Regions from separate parts of the Sus scrofa genome. Here region 1 is linked to region 2. The links are chromatin contacts, called in public HiChIP or PLAC-seq maps. All regions are on one chromosome and are shown on one strand. The core of a region is the stretch at or near the end of the contact, and the rest is flanking DNA. Distances in the headings are between cores, read along the strand shown. Region 1 overlaps RNF125 (E3 ubiquitin-protein ligase RNF125). Region 2 holds the start of TRAPPC8 (trafficking protein particle complex subunit 8).

The links. HiChIP or PLAC-seq counts read pairs in DNA pulled down with a chosen protein or histone mark.
Region 1: an H3K27ac HiChIP or PLAC-seq map of alveolar macrophages shows a contact between it and region 2. The contact joins the enhancer-like site here to the promoter of TRAPPC8 in region 2. A contact is called at or near these places in 9 of 47 Hi-C or Micro-C datasets (alveolar macrophages, blood, embryonic fibroblasts and 4 more) and 1 of 2 datasets of contacts at active chromatin or transcription factors (alveolar macrophages).

The regions. Positions count from the first base shown.
Region 1 is chr6:115,870,470-115,876,652 of Sscrofa11.1, forward strand. It overlaps RNF125 (E3 ubiquitin-protein ligase RNF125), which reads left to right. Exons shown (of 6, transcript XM_013999274.2): 2 at 3,764-3,917. Among named protein-coding and RNA genes, the nearest start is that of RNF125, 16 kb to the left of the region's middle. Within about 2 kb of position 2,097, at least 25 of the 83 cell types and tissues checked have an H3K27ac peak or open chromatin away from gene starts, as enhancers often do. A contact at or near this core is called in alveolar macrophages, liver and retroperitoneal adipose tissue, where this site is marked.
Region 2 is chr6:115,785,405-115,791,195 of Sscrofa11.1, forward strand. TRAPPC8 (trafficking protein particle complex subunit 8) reads right to left here and starts at 1,264. Exons shown (of 29, transcript XM_021096212.1): 1 at 715-1,264. The coding sequence starts at 871.

The sequences.
Region 1 (6,183 bases), core at 847-3,346, 86 kb after region 2:
TTTTTTCTGTCATAGATCAGTTTTGCCTATTTAAGAATTTCAGAAAAGTGGAATTACACAGGATGTACTGGCTTCTTTTAATTTTTATTTTTTGGACACACCCATAGCATACGGAAGTTCCCTGGGCCGGGAAATTCCCAGGCCAGGGATCTAACCTGAACCACAGCAGTGACTCAAACCACTGCAGTGACAAAGCTGGATCCTTAACCCACTGAGCCACCACAGAATTCCCGTCTTCTTTTTTTAAAAAATTAATTTTATTGAAGTATAGTTGATTTACAATATTATGTTGGTATCTGGTGGTCAGTAAAGTAATTCAGTTATATATGTATTCTTTTTCATATTCTTTTCCATTATGGTTTATTACAGGATATTGAATAGAGTTCCTTGTTCTAAACAGTAGGACCTTGTTGTTTATCTATTCTATACATAATAGTTTGCATCTGCTAATCCCAAACCCCCACTCCATCCCTCCTCTATCTCCCCCCTCGCCCTTGGCAACCACAAGTCTGTCCTCTAGTCTATGAGTCTGTGTCTTTTTCGTGGCTAAGTTCATGTGTCTGGCTTCTTTACTCAGTATGTCTTTGAGCTTCATCCATGTTATTGCTTGTATCAGTTATTTGTTCTTTTTTATCACTGTGTAGTATTCCATTGTAAGACTGTGCCCCAGTTTGTTTATGCATTTACTTGTGGATGGATACCTGGGTTATTTCCAGTTTGGGGCTAATATGAAAACATTCCTTCTGAATGTTCTTGTACAAATGGACTTTTTTTTTTTTGTTTAATCTCTCTTGAGTAAATACATGAGCTTGGTATTGCCCAGTCAAGGGCTCCCCTATTAGTTTTGTTTGATCAGACAGACACTACCAGTCCATTTGTCCCAAGTGGTTGTAGGTGATTAACTTTTTAAAAGAATCGTTTATTGTGTAGGTAATTTGTTCATATAGTTGAAACTTAAAAATCAACAGTGAAAATACCCTTTTTCTACCACATACACCATTCTTTCCAGTTCCTATTTCTCCAACAGGTAGGTAAATGTTCTTGTTTTCTTTACCCTGGATGTTTTTATCTGTCTACAAACCTGCAAGAAACTTATACTATATACACACTTGTATACTTTGCTTTCTAAAAGGTTTTAATTTTGAGTTGTCTGGTCTGTGTGCTCCATTATATAATATAAATTTACCTAAAGTTGAATAGCCCAGTGTGTATTCTGATTGGACAAATCACAAAACTTTTGATTGCTTGTATACTTTTCATGCCAAGGTAAAAGGGTAGGGGATGTTAGATGCTACAGCCCTCATGACTTAGATTTGATAACTATACCTTTAAGGAGAGCGTGTTTACCTCAGGTCTTCTGAACTAAGCAGTTCTACAGTTTGGTTTCTGCACCCTAGAAAGTGACACTTGAGCTGGAGTAGCATCCAGTACTTTTCCATGGTAATGCTTTTAAATATTGTGGGTTTTCAACATAGTGTCTGTGAGGATTTGGGTTCAACCCCTAGCCTCACTCAGTGGGTTAAGGATCCGGTGTTGCCACAAGTTTCGCTGTTAGGCTGCAGATGCGGCTCACATGCAGCTCAGATACCATATTTCTGTGGTTGTGGTGTAGGCCTGCAGCTGCAGCTCCAATTCGACCCCTAGCCCCGGAACTTCCATATACCACAGGTGCAGCCCTAAAAAGGAAAAGACAAAAATGACCAGCCAAGTCCAAACTCCATAGATGGGACCTTGCAAAAGTAAAATAACTTTATGTTCCTTGGTTTCCTCATCTATAAAGGAATAATGATCTTTCTTAGGCATTTGATAAGGTTAAATGAATTAAGATATGTGGAAGTGTTTTAAAATTTTGTAAATGAAAAAGAACCATGTATCAAGTAGGAAATTATATCAAAATATAAAGTTACCAAACAATATTAATACCAAAAACCCCTAGGAAGAGAAGAGTAGAAACCCAGCAGATCTGGGGTTCTAAAGAAAGAGCAGGACAGTCCCATCAAGTTGTCGCTGAATCGGTCCTTATGTCACTCTGTTTAGGAGTCATCTCCACTTAGTCTGGCTGACATCAGGCACTCTGCCTTCAGCAGGAGGTTGTGTGCAACTGGGATGAGGTCCCACTAGATTGTGTCTAACACATGATGTGTGGTTCCTGCAGAGCAAAATCAGGGTGCTATGGCAAGAAAAGGGGAAGTGGATGGTGGGCAGGCATAAACAGCAAGCAAATGCCTCAAGAACAGTGCAGACGTCAGCATGCTCTGTGTGCAGTGTAGGGATTTTGTAACAGAGGCAGAAGAGACTGCTTTTAAGAGTCAGCAATGGCTAATATACTTGGGAATTTCATTTGCATTGTTTCATGGAGGAGTTCCCGTTGTGGCTCAGTGGGTTACAAACCTGACTAGTATCCATGAGGATACAGGTTCAATCCCTGGCCTCATTCAGTGGGTTAAGGATCTGGTGTTGCCATGAGCTGTAGTGTAGGTCACAGACATGTCTCAGATCCCACATTGCTGTGGCTGTAGCTTAGGCTGGCAGCTACAGCTCAGATTCATCCCTAGCCTGGAAACTTCTGTATGCCACAGGTATGGTCCTAAAAAGCAAAGACATACATACATACATAAATTCATGGAACAATATATCTATGATAGACTGACTTTTCAGTATGTATAGTATACTTAAACTTGAAGCTCTCAGATCGTGCCAATGTGTATAACCTATCAAAAAATGCTCACTTTTACTTCTGTGCCACTTAGCCTTCAATGGCTCCTACAAATAGGTCAAGATTTTGAATTCTGTTGATTATGTTAAGACTTTATCATGATCATCTTTAAGTAAACCAGAGAATATATTTCTTGACTTGCAGGACATTCCTAATCGTGGTAATTTTGACTAGATAATTTTCAACATCTACAGATGAGGTTTTTTGGGGGTTTTTTTTGTCTTTTTTTTGCTATTTCTTGGGCCGCTCCCGCAGCACATGGAGGTTCCCAGGCTAGGGGTCCAATTGGAGCTGTAGCTGCCAGCCTACACCAGAGCCACAGCAACTCGGGATCCGAGCCTTGTCTGCAACCTACACCACAGCTCACGGCAACGCCGGATCGTCAACCCTCTGAGCAAGGGCAGAGATCGAACCCACAACCTCATGGTTCCTAGTCGGATTCGTCAACCACTGCGCCACGACGGGGACTCCCCAGATGAGTTTTAAATTATTTTATAATGACATTACTACCAAAAACCCCTAGGAAGGGAAGGGTAGGAACCCAGGCAGATCTGAGGTTCTAAATAAAGAGCAGAACAGTCCCATCAAGTTGTCACTGAATCAGTCCTATGTCACTCTGTTTAGGAGTCATCTCCCAGAGAGAGGGTTCACTTAGTCTGGCTGACATCAGGCACTCTGCCTTCAGCAGGAGGTTGTGGGCAACTGAGATGAGGTCTCACCAGATTGTATCTAAGACATGACATGTGGTTCCTGCAGAGCAAAATCAGGGTGCTATGGCAAGAAAAAGGGGAAGTGGCAGAACAGCTCTTAATATACAAAGTGTCATTTAATACAGTTTCTAAGAGTTCCCAGGTGGCTCAGTGGGTTAAGGATCTGGCATTGTCACTGCTGAGGCTTGGGTCACCGCTATGGCATGGGTCCAGTCCCTAGCCTGAAAACATCCACTTGCTGACAGCGCAGCCAAATAAAAAAATAAAATAGAGTTTCCACAAATGAGCACCTAGTGCTGTTAAGGAAAGTGATGTATTCTTGGTTGGTTTCCTGCAGATTCTGCCGTTCCTGCATTGCTACCAGTCTAAAGAACAATAAGTGGACCTGTCCTTATTGCCGGGCATATCTTCCTTCAGAAGGCGTTCCAGCAACTGATGTAGCCAAGAGAATGAAATCCGAGTTCCAGAATTGCACCGAGTGTGACACTCTGGTACGTGACCCTGCTTTTGTTCATGTTACTGGCTTAGACCTTTGAGAAAATGGTGATGGCAGCCACTCCTTTCACCTATGCCTTTGACCTCATGCTACCCTGACTTTCCAGAGTTTAATATCTCAGCCTCTTCTCTTCCTTTCTCCCAATTTCATATGTATGGGCTGCAGGACTACAGTCACATGACACCTGATTTTTCAGACACACACTTTTGCCTACCACCTCCATTTCCTCTCTCCCCATTACTCCATGACCCTCTATTACCTGGCCTCCATTCCTGCCATGCAATTGCAGCCCACCCAGCGAATAGCTTTATTTGCAAATCCAGTGGCACATTTCCACATATGTCATTCTGGGCTCTGCAGTATTTATCTCTGTTAACCACTTCCTCCTTATTGCAGTTTTTCTCCCTTGATGCGACACTAGCCTGGTTAGATCATGTGAGCTCTTGCAAGCCGTGTCAAAGATTGTAGATTTCATCTTCAGTGCAGTAGTGAGTCATAGGAGAAGTATAAGCTTTTGATCAGGTTTATATTTTTGAAATATCACTCTAGCGAGTGCATGGAAAATGTTTTGAAGGGGACAAAAGTAGGGTTGGTAAAGCCAATCAAGTGGCTTTTAGGGCAGGTAGTAAGGAAACCGGGTTAGGGCAATAGCAAACAACAAAAGAGATTATTTCCGAGTGTTTTTAGGAGAGGACTTGAAGGAAATTGGTAATTGACTGGATATGGGGGTGAGTGAGAATGAGGTATCAAAAATGCCTCCCAAGGAGTTCCCTGGTGGCCTAGTTGGTTAGGGTGTTGTCACTGCTTTGGTTCAGGAGTCACGCTGCAGCTTGAGTTTGATTCCTGACCCAGGAACTTCCGCATGCCACACGTGTGGCCAAAAAGGGAAAAAAAAAAAAAAAAAAAAAAAACCCGCCTCCTAAGTTTCTGAGATGAGTAGGTGAAGGTGCTAATTTGAGGAGCAGACTCGGGGAAGAATTTTAATACATTAAATTTGATACACTGAGTTAAATTTTAGATACATTAAATTTGAACTGCTAAGGGGAGGTTATTTCGATATTACCAGTCTAGAGGTCAAAAGAAAGATCACGTAGTGAAGATCTGAATTTCTTTAGAGAACCTTTCTTGATTGTTCATCTAAATTATAGCCTGTTTTACTGTCTCTTAGCATGCTGTACTTCCTTTATGTCATCATTTATAATTACACTTGTATGATTTTTTTTTAAATTTAATGTTCATTATCCATTATCCCCAGCAGATTCCATGAGGATAAGGTTTGGGTCTGTTTTATTGACAACTGTGTGCCCAGTGCTTTGAACAGTGACTGGCACATAATAAATATTCAATGCATTTTTGAAGATTTATTTAAGACTCAAACATCTACTGATGGCTGCCTGACTACAGAATCTATACATTGGTCTTTGGAGTAAGATATCCTGATGTCAGACACAAATTCTCTCACTTACTCTGTGATTTGGGACAAGTTACTAATCTAAGCTTTTGTTCATGTCTTTGTAAATTGAGGGAAAAGAGGATATTTGTGTCGCAGGGTGGTTGTAAAGGTAAATAATAAAACATGAGTGGCTTTTAGCACCAGGGAGCATGGTAAATGCTCGAAATCAATAGCTTTTTACATTCTTCATAATCGTTATAGCTTTTTTACTTTAATGTTTCATCATAATGTAAAATTCACCATGCACAAAATCAAACAGCGTATTTTCAGTCTGTCATCTAATTCTTCCACCCTTGGTGTCTGTCAACAAGAGCATCCTCCCAGTTATCCTGGGTGAAGAGCCCCTTTTTCCACCCCTCATTTCTGATGTTCACAAGTATTTTGATCTTTCCTTTGAGGTATGTCTTTTTTTTCTTTTTTTTTTTTTTTTTTTTTTTTGCTTTCTAGGGCTGCACATGTGGCATGTGGAGGTTCCCAGGCTCGGGGTCGAATAGGAGCTGTAGCCACTGGCCTGCACTGCAGCCACAGCCACAGCAAGGCCATAAGGTCTCTGAGCCGCGTCTGAGACCTACACCGCAGCTCACGGCAACGCCAGATCCTTACATCCACTGATCGAGGCCAGGGATCGAACCCGAAACTTCATGGTTCCTAGTTGGATTTATTTTCACAGCACCACGATGGGAATTCCGAGGTATGTCATATCTGTCTCTTGCCCCAGGAATACGGCCTTCCCTTCTAGAGCCATTTTAAACTTTTCTAGTCTTTGGTACTGAAGCCAGATCTCCTTTTCATGAGCCTGGCTTTAGTA
Region 2 (5,791 bases), core at 14-2,513:
CGCTTATCTGGAAAAAACAAATGTCAGGCCTTTTCCATTCCTATAAATGTAGATAACTCTAACTATCTCGATTAAATTAACTACAACTTGTCCTTACTTCCTAGTTCATCAGGCAAAAAAAAGGCTGTTCCAAGTTTCATTACTTTTATAATACTTCTCATTTTCTTGAGAAGTTATAATACTTTATACCTAAGGACACATTTAAATGTTGAAAAGAAAAAAGTAAAATAACTAAACATAAGTCTAGAAAAGGATGAGCCTCACTACTAAAGAATGTAATACTACTCAAGACAACTTTGAAAGCCCAGTTTAACTCCCAGGGGAAGATGATTCGTCTTCTTTACTAAGACCTCAAACGTCTAACAGGCAGATCTTACTCTCACCTTCTCTGCAACTTCCTAATTCCCTCCCTATGGCCGCAGAAACAGTCTCACTGCCCTTCTCTGGGCCCACTCTTTTTTTTACACGAATTACCTAACAGTCTAACTTGTCTGGGAAGTGCCTAGAAAAGCTGGAGGTTAGGACCACGCTGTCTTGACAACCTCTCCCCTGGCCCCTCCTCCAGCGGCCGCCCGAGAGAAAGAGGGGCCCCAGCCCGACGCCACTCTACCGGCTCCTGGATGTAAACATCGCCGTTCTCTTCCCCACCCGCGCCCAACTTCCCTCTCCCGGCCGCGGTTTTGCAGGAGCTCAGTGAAAAGGGAGACCACATACCCTCGGAAGTGAGGCGAGAGAAGGGCTTAAGCAACTCCGCGAAGCTAAGGTGATTGAGACGAGTGAGCCGCTCGGCTTCGTCGCTGCATAGCGCGGCGACACAGGGTACGAAGGAGTCCGGGATGAGCTCCTGCACCGACTGTACACACTGGGCCATCACCACGGCAGAGGCGGCGGCGTCCGCCTTTCGGCCCACTCAGAGGCTGATCCAGCGGCTGCAGCAGCTACTGCCGCCGCCCGCCAGCCTGGCCCGGCCGGGCGGGGCCCGGCACTAAAGCCTTGAAACCAATAGAAGGAACAGATGCTTCCTCGGTTCCCGGGGCACCAGCCACTGACCCCTCCCCGTCACCGCCGCTCCTCAGCACTCGCCCCGGCGTCCTCGCATTCCACCCAGATAAGTGGAGACGCCGACAATCGCCAGTTAATCCTCCCGACGGCAAAGCCTTGGTCACTGTCCCACCGGTATCGCCATATTGAGGCCGAACCCTGACCCACCGGCGTACTTATCCCATCAGCCCCCGCGCTCGCCCCTCACGTGACAGTGTCAAAGGAGGCGATAGGGGCGGAGAAAGAGAGCGGGGAGAGGGAAGTAAAAGAGCGACCGAGGCCTGTAGGGAGGCCGGCGCCGGAAGTGGGACGGGTGGGTCCCTTACTAGGCAGGGCTAGGGCGGGGACTACGAGTGCAGTGGGCGGGGCTAGGCAGACAGGCACGCAGCGTTAGGTCTGGCTTGGCAAAGCCGCTCCATGTGCGACCGGGAGTCAGTAGGTAGACGCTTGTGATCCGTGATGATACAGTGGTGGAGGCGCTCGTAAGCCTTCCACGCCCAGGGGGCCTCCCCTGGAAACAGTGGGCAAGTGATGTGGCTGTTCGCGCTGCTTCCTGCCCATTGGCCCCGCCCTTCCCACGCTCATAGTGGAGCGACTAGGGGCACCTGCTCAGGGAAGAGGTCCCCATGTCCTCCCAGTTCTTGGGGGTTTCTCTGGATCCGGCCTGAAGAGGCCGACGTATCTTTTGAACACAGCCATGCTTTTTAGAAAGCATTTAGAAAAGGTTACCACGAATGGGGACTCAAGCAGTGAGCAGAAATGTGTGCTGTTGTGGGCGCTGCAGTTAACCCGAGTGTAAGAGAAACTCCTGCGCTACTGCAGTCTTGCTGGTCTCAGAGAACGTGTGTGCCTGGGGACATCCGACCTGATCCTCCGCAGCAGCTTCCTTTTTACACTCTACTGAAATACTACTTTGTAGTGATGAAAGTGGAAAGCCAGTAATTACGTGCCAAGCGAAAGCTTGACTGGCTTCTTGCTAGCTTTCATTTTTATAGATTTTTTTTCCCTCAAAATATGTATAAGTGATTGAAAGGAAGTTTACTATATCATTCAACTGATTGGATTCCTTCAGAACTATATGCTAAAAATATAAGGCAAGGAAAAATGGAACTCTGTCATGGTTTTATGGCTCTTGATTTAAAGGACGCTTCCCCAACAACTATATCACAGATTGTCGGATTTTTTGGCACCCTGAATATTCTACCATGGTAAGAATTTATGGCAGATAAGTATGCCTTTTTCCTATAAATCAAAAAATGGGATGTAGGAAAGGACAGTAGGATATACTGACATGACACCTTAGCCACAGATCAGTCTACAAAAGATAACATGTGCAAGTTGAAGATCTGGAAAATCAGTCCCTTAAAACTTATCTGTGCCTGAGGACCTCTTGGAAATTCTTTTCTTATCCCCCGGGGTATACATATTCCCTTTTGAATACTTCAGATATATCCCTTACCTTTTTTATTTTTTATTTTTATTTATTTATTTATTTATTTTTTAATTTTTTTGGCCTGGGCCCTGGGCCAGGGGTGGAACTCACACAACAGTAGCAACCCAAGCCACTGAAGTAACAACACCAGATCCTTAACCCAATGTGCCACAAGGGAACTCCATCCCTTACCCTTTCTAATGTGAGAATCTCCTGCAACAGAGTATAACTCAAGTTATAAGATATATTTTTTTGGTAACAGGGTTCCCCAATGCAAGCATACTACTTTGTTTATTATGCAACTCAAAACTTAAAAAGGCAATGTATTTTTTACAGTGAATGTAAAACTAGCTATATTAGACTCTTTGAGAAAGACTCTCCAAGGGTAATTTAGCCTGAATGGATTTTTGGAGATATAATTCACGTACCATAAAATTCGCTCCTTTAAAATGTACAGTTCAGTGGTTTTAAGTTTATTCAGAAAGTTGCACAACCATTACTACTAGTTCCAGAACATTTTCATCACCCCAAAAAGAAGACTGGTGCATACGAACAGTCACTCTTCATCCTAATACCCCTTCTAGGCCCTGACAATCACTAATCTACTTTCTATCTCTATGGATTTACCTATTCTGGACATTTCATATAAATAAGAATCATTCAATATGTGACCTTTGTGTCTGATTTCCTTCACTTAGCATCATGTTCATAGTTTATCCATATCATAGCATGAATCAGTACTTCATTCCTTTTTACAACTGAGCCTAAATGAATTTTTGTCCTATGCATTGACTTTACCATCTCACACCACATCTATACAGTGTTTCCAATGAATGACTTCCCTGTAAAAATCCATTTCTTTCCTAATCTATCCTAAATGATCTAAAGTGTTCATCTTCTGAAGTGTCCTCCCCTAGGAGTTCCCGTCGTGGCACAGTGGTTAACGAATCTGACTAGGAACTATGAGGTTGTGGGTTCAATCCCTGGCCTTGCTCAGTGGGTTAAGGATCTGGCATTGCCGTGAGCTGTGGTGTAGGTCGCAGACTCTGCTCAGATCCCGCGTTTCTGTGGCTGTGGCGTAGGCTGGCGGCTACAGCTCCGATTCGACCCCTAGCCTGGGAACCTCCATATGCCTCAGGAGCGTCCCTAAAAGACAAAAAGACAAATAAATAAATAAAGTGTCCTCCCCTAAAGATTAAACTGGAATCACTGCCACATTTGCTTTGCAGCCTACAGGAATGGGGAAAGAGAATGAAAAAGTATGTGACTAATGGTTTAAGATCAGATTGTAGAAATAGCATTCAACAATTTCAATCACATTCCACTGCCCCCCCCCAAGTCTCATGGTCACAGCTATCTCCTAAGGAGACTGGAAAATATAGGCTTGAGAGTTCTGTTGCTAAACAAAGAGGAGAATGAATACGAGATGACCGTCAAGAGTCTCCACCCTGCTTTTTTAGGAATGAGATACCCTGCAGGATAATTTTACCTAGGGTCTAAGATATCACATCTCTCATTTCTCTGACTCCTCTGGACATTGACCTTTTTTGCATCACATGTCCTTTCAACCATTTACTCTGTCCAGGAAAAATGAAGTGCTATGATTGGCCAGGCCTTGGCCTTGTGCCCACCCTCAAGGCCAAGAGGACAGGGCCTGTCACTAAAAGAGAGGAAGCTTGCTGGACAAAATAATAACAATAACACAAGCAAATAAGAACCTATTTTCCAAGTAGTAAAGATGAGCCCCAGCTTCCTTCTCTCCCCAGAATCAAAGAATCCTGTAAAATGTATGCTATGCCAATAGCCTTATACTTTGAAACACTGTGTTACCAAATGATCATGGTTTTTTTTATTTTGCATGTATGACATTGCCAGTCTCTTCTGCTGTCTGGTGTGGTCAAATTTAAAGAACACAGACACGGAAATCAGAGGTGCCTCGCATTCTTTATCTGTAAGTTTATGAACTTGGAACTAAGATTTCCGGTATTCATTTTAATTTAATGTGAAGATCTGAGAGTCTGCTCTTATTTCCATTATTATTAAATTTTACTGTGTTAACAGTAGATGGTGCTATTGGGTATTGGCTGCAAAAGCAAAAAAACAAAACAAAACAAAACATAAAGTACATGGATCTCACATAGAAGATAACCTAACTGTACATCAGAGTATTGGAGGTTGGGGGTGCTGAGAAATTTTGTTCATTAAAAGTTTATGTACAAGCTTATGTGGAATCTAAAAAACATGAATGTATATACAAAACAGAAACAGACTCACAGGCATAGAAAACAAACTAATAGTTACCAAGGGGGGAGAGGTAAGGGAGGAGGGACAAATTAGGGGTATGGGATTAACAGATACAGACCACTGTACATAAAATGGATAAGCAACAAAGATGTACTGTTTCATAGGGAAACCTACCCAATATCTTATAATAACCTACAATGGAATATAATGTGCAAAAATCCTGAATCACTAGGCTGTATGCCTGAAACTAACACAATATTATGTACAGCCGAACTTCAATTTGTAAAAAGTTTCTTTTTTATTTTTATTTATTTGTGGGTTTTGGTGTTTTGTTTTTTTTGTTTTGTTTTTTTGTTCTTGGTCTTTTTGTCTTTTTTTAGGGTTGTACCCACAGCTTATGGAGGGTCCCAGGCTAGGGGTCTAATCTGAGCTGTAGCCAGTGGCCTACACCACAGCCACAGCAACTTGGGATCCAAGCTGCATCTGCGACCTACAGCACAGCTCATGGTAACGCCAGGTCCTTAACCCACTGAGCAAGGCCAGGGATCCAACCCGCGTCCTCATGGATGCTAGTCAGGTTCGCTAACCACTGAGCCATGATGGAACTCCCAAATGTTTCTTATGTTCAAAGATTTTATAGCCTACTACTTTAAAACACTAAAAAAGAAAGATTTAAATATATAATCTACATATTGACCTACACTTTTTACTTTGTTTACTGTACTGGATGTTTTAAATCAACTTATTATCATTAAAATTCTGACTAAAACAGATGGTATCCATTTCCTGGTTATTTTAGGAATGAATCATAGCCACAGTTTTGCACTTAAAAGCTCATGATTCTATTTTATACTTACAATACATATTTAAGCCCCATATAAATCTTTGTCTAATTTAATCGGCAGCAAGTAAAAATCTTTTATACGTATTTTCTCCTTTATGCTTCTAAGATAGGGAATAATATTACTGCTTGGTTTTAAATCATATGTAAATACTTTCAAAAAGAATAGAACAAAAAGAACCAGATTTGGACAAGAAAAATATGGATGGGGGAGCAGTGAGTGGGAATACTAA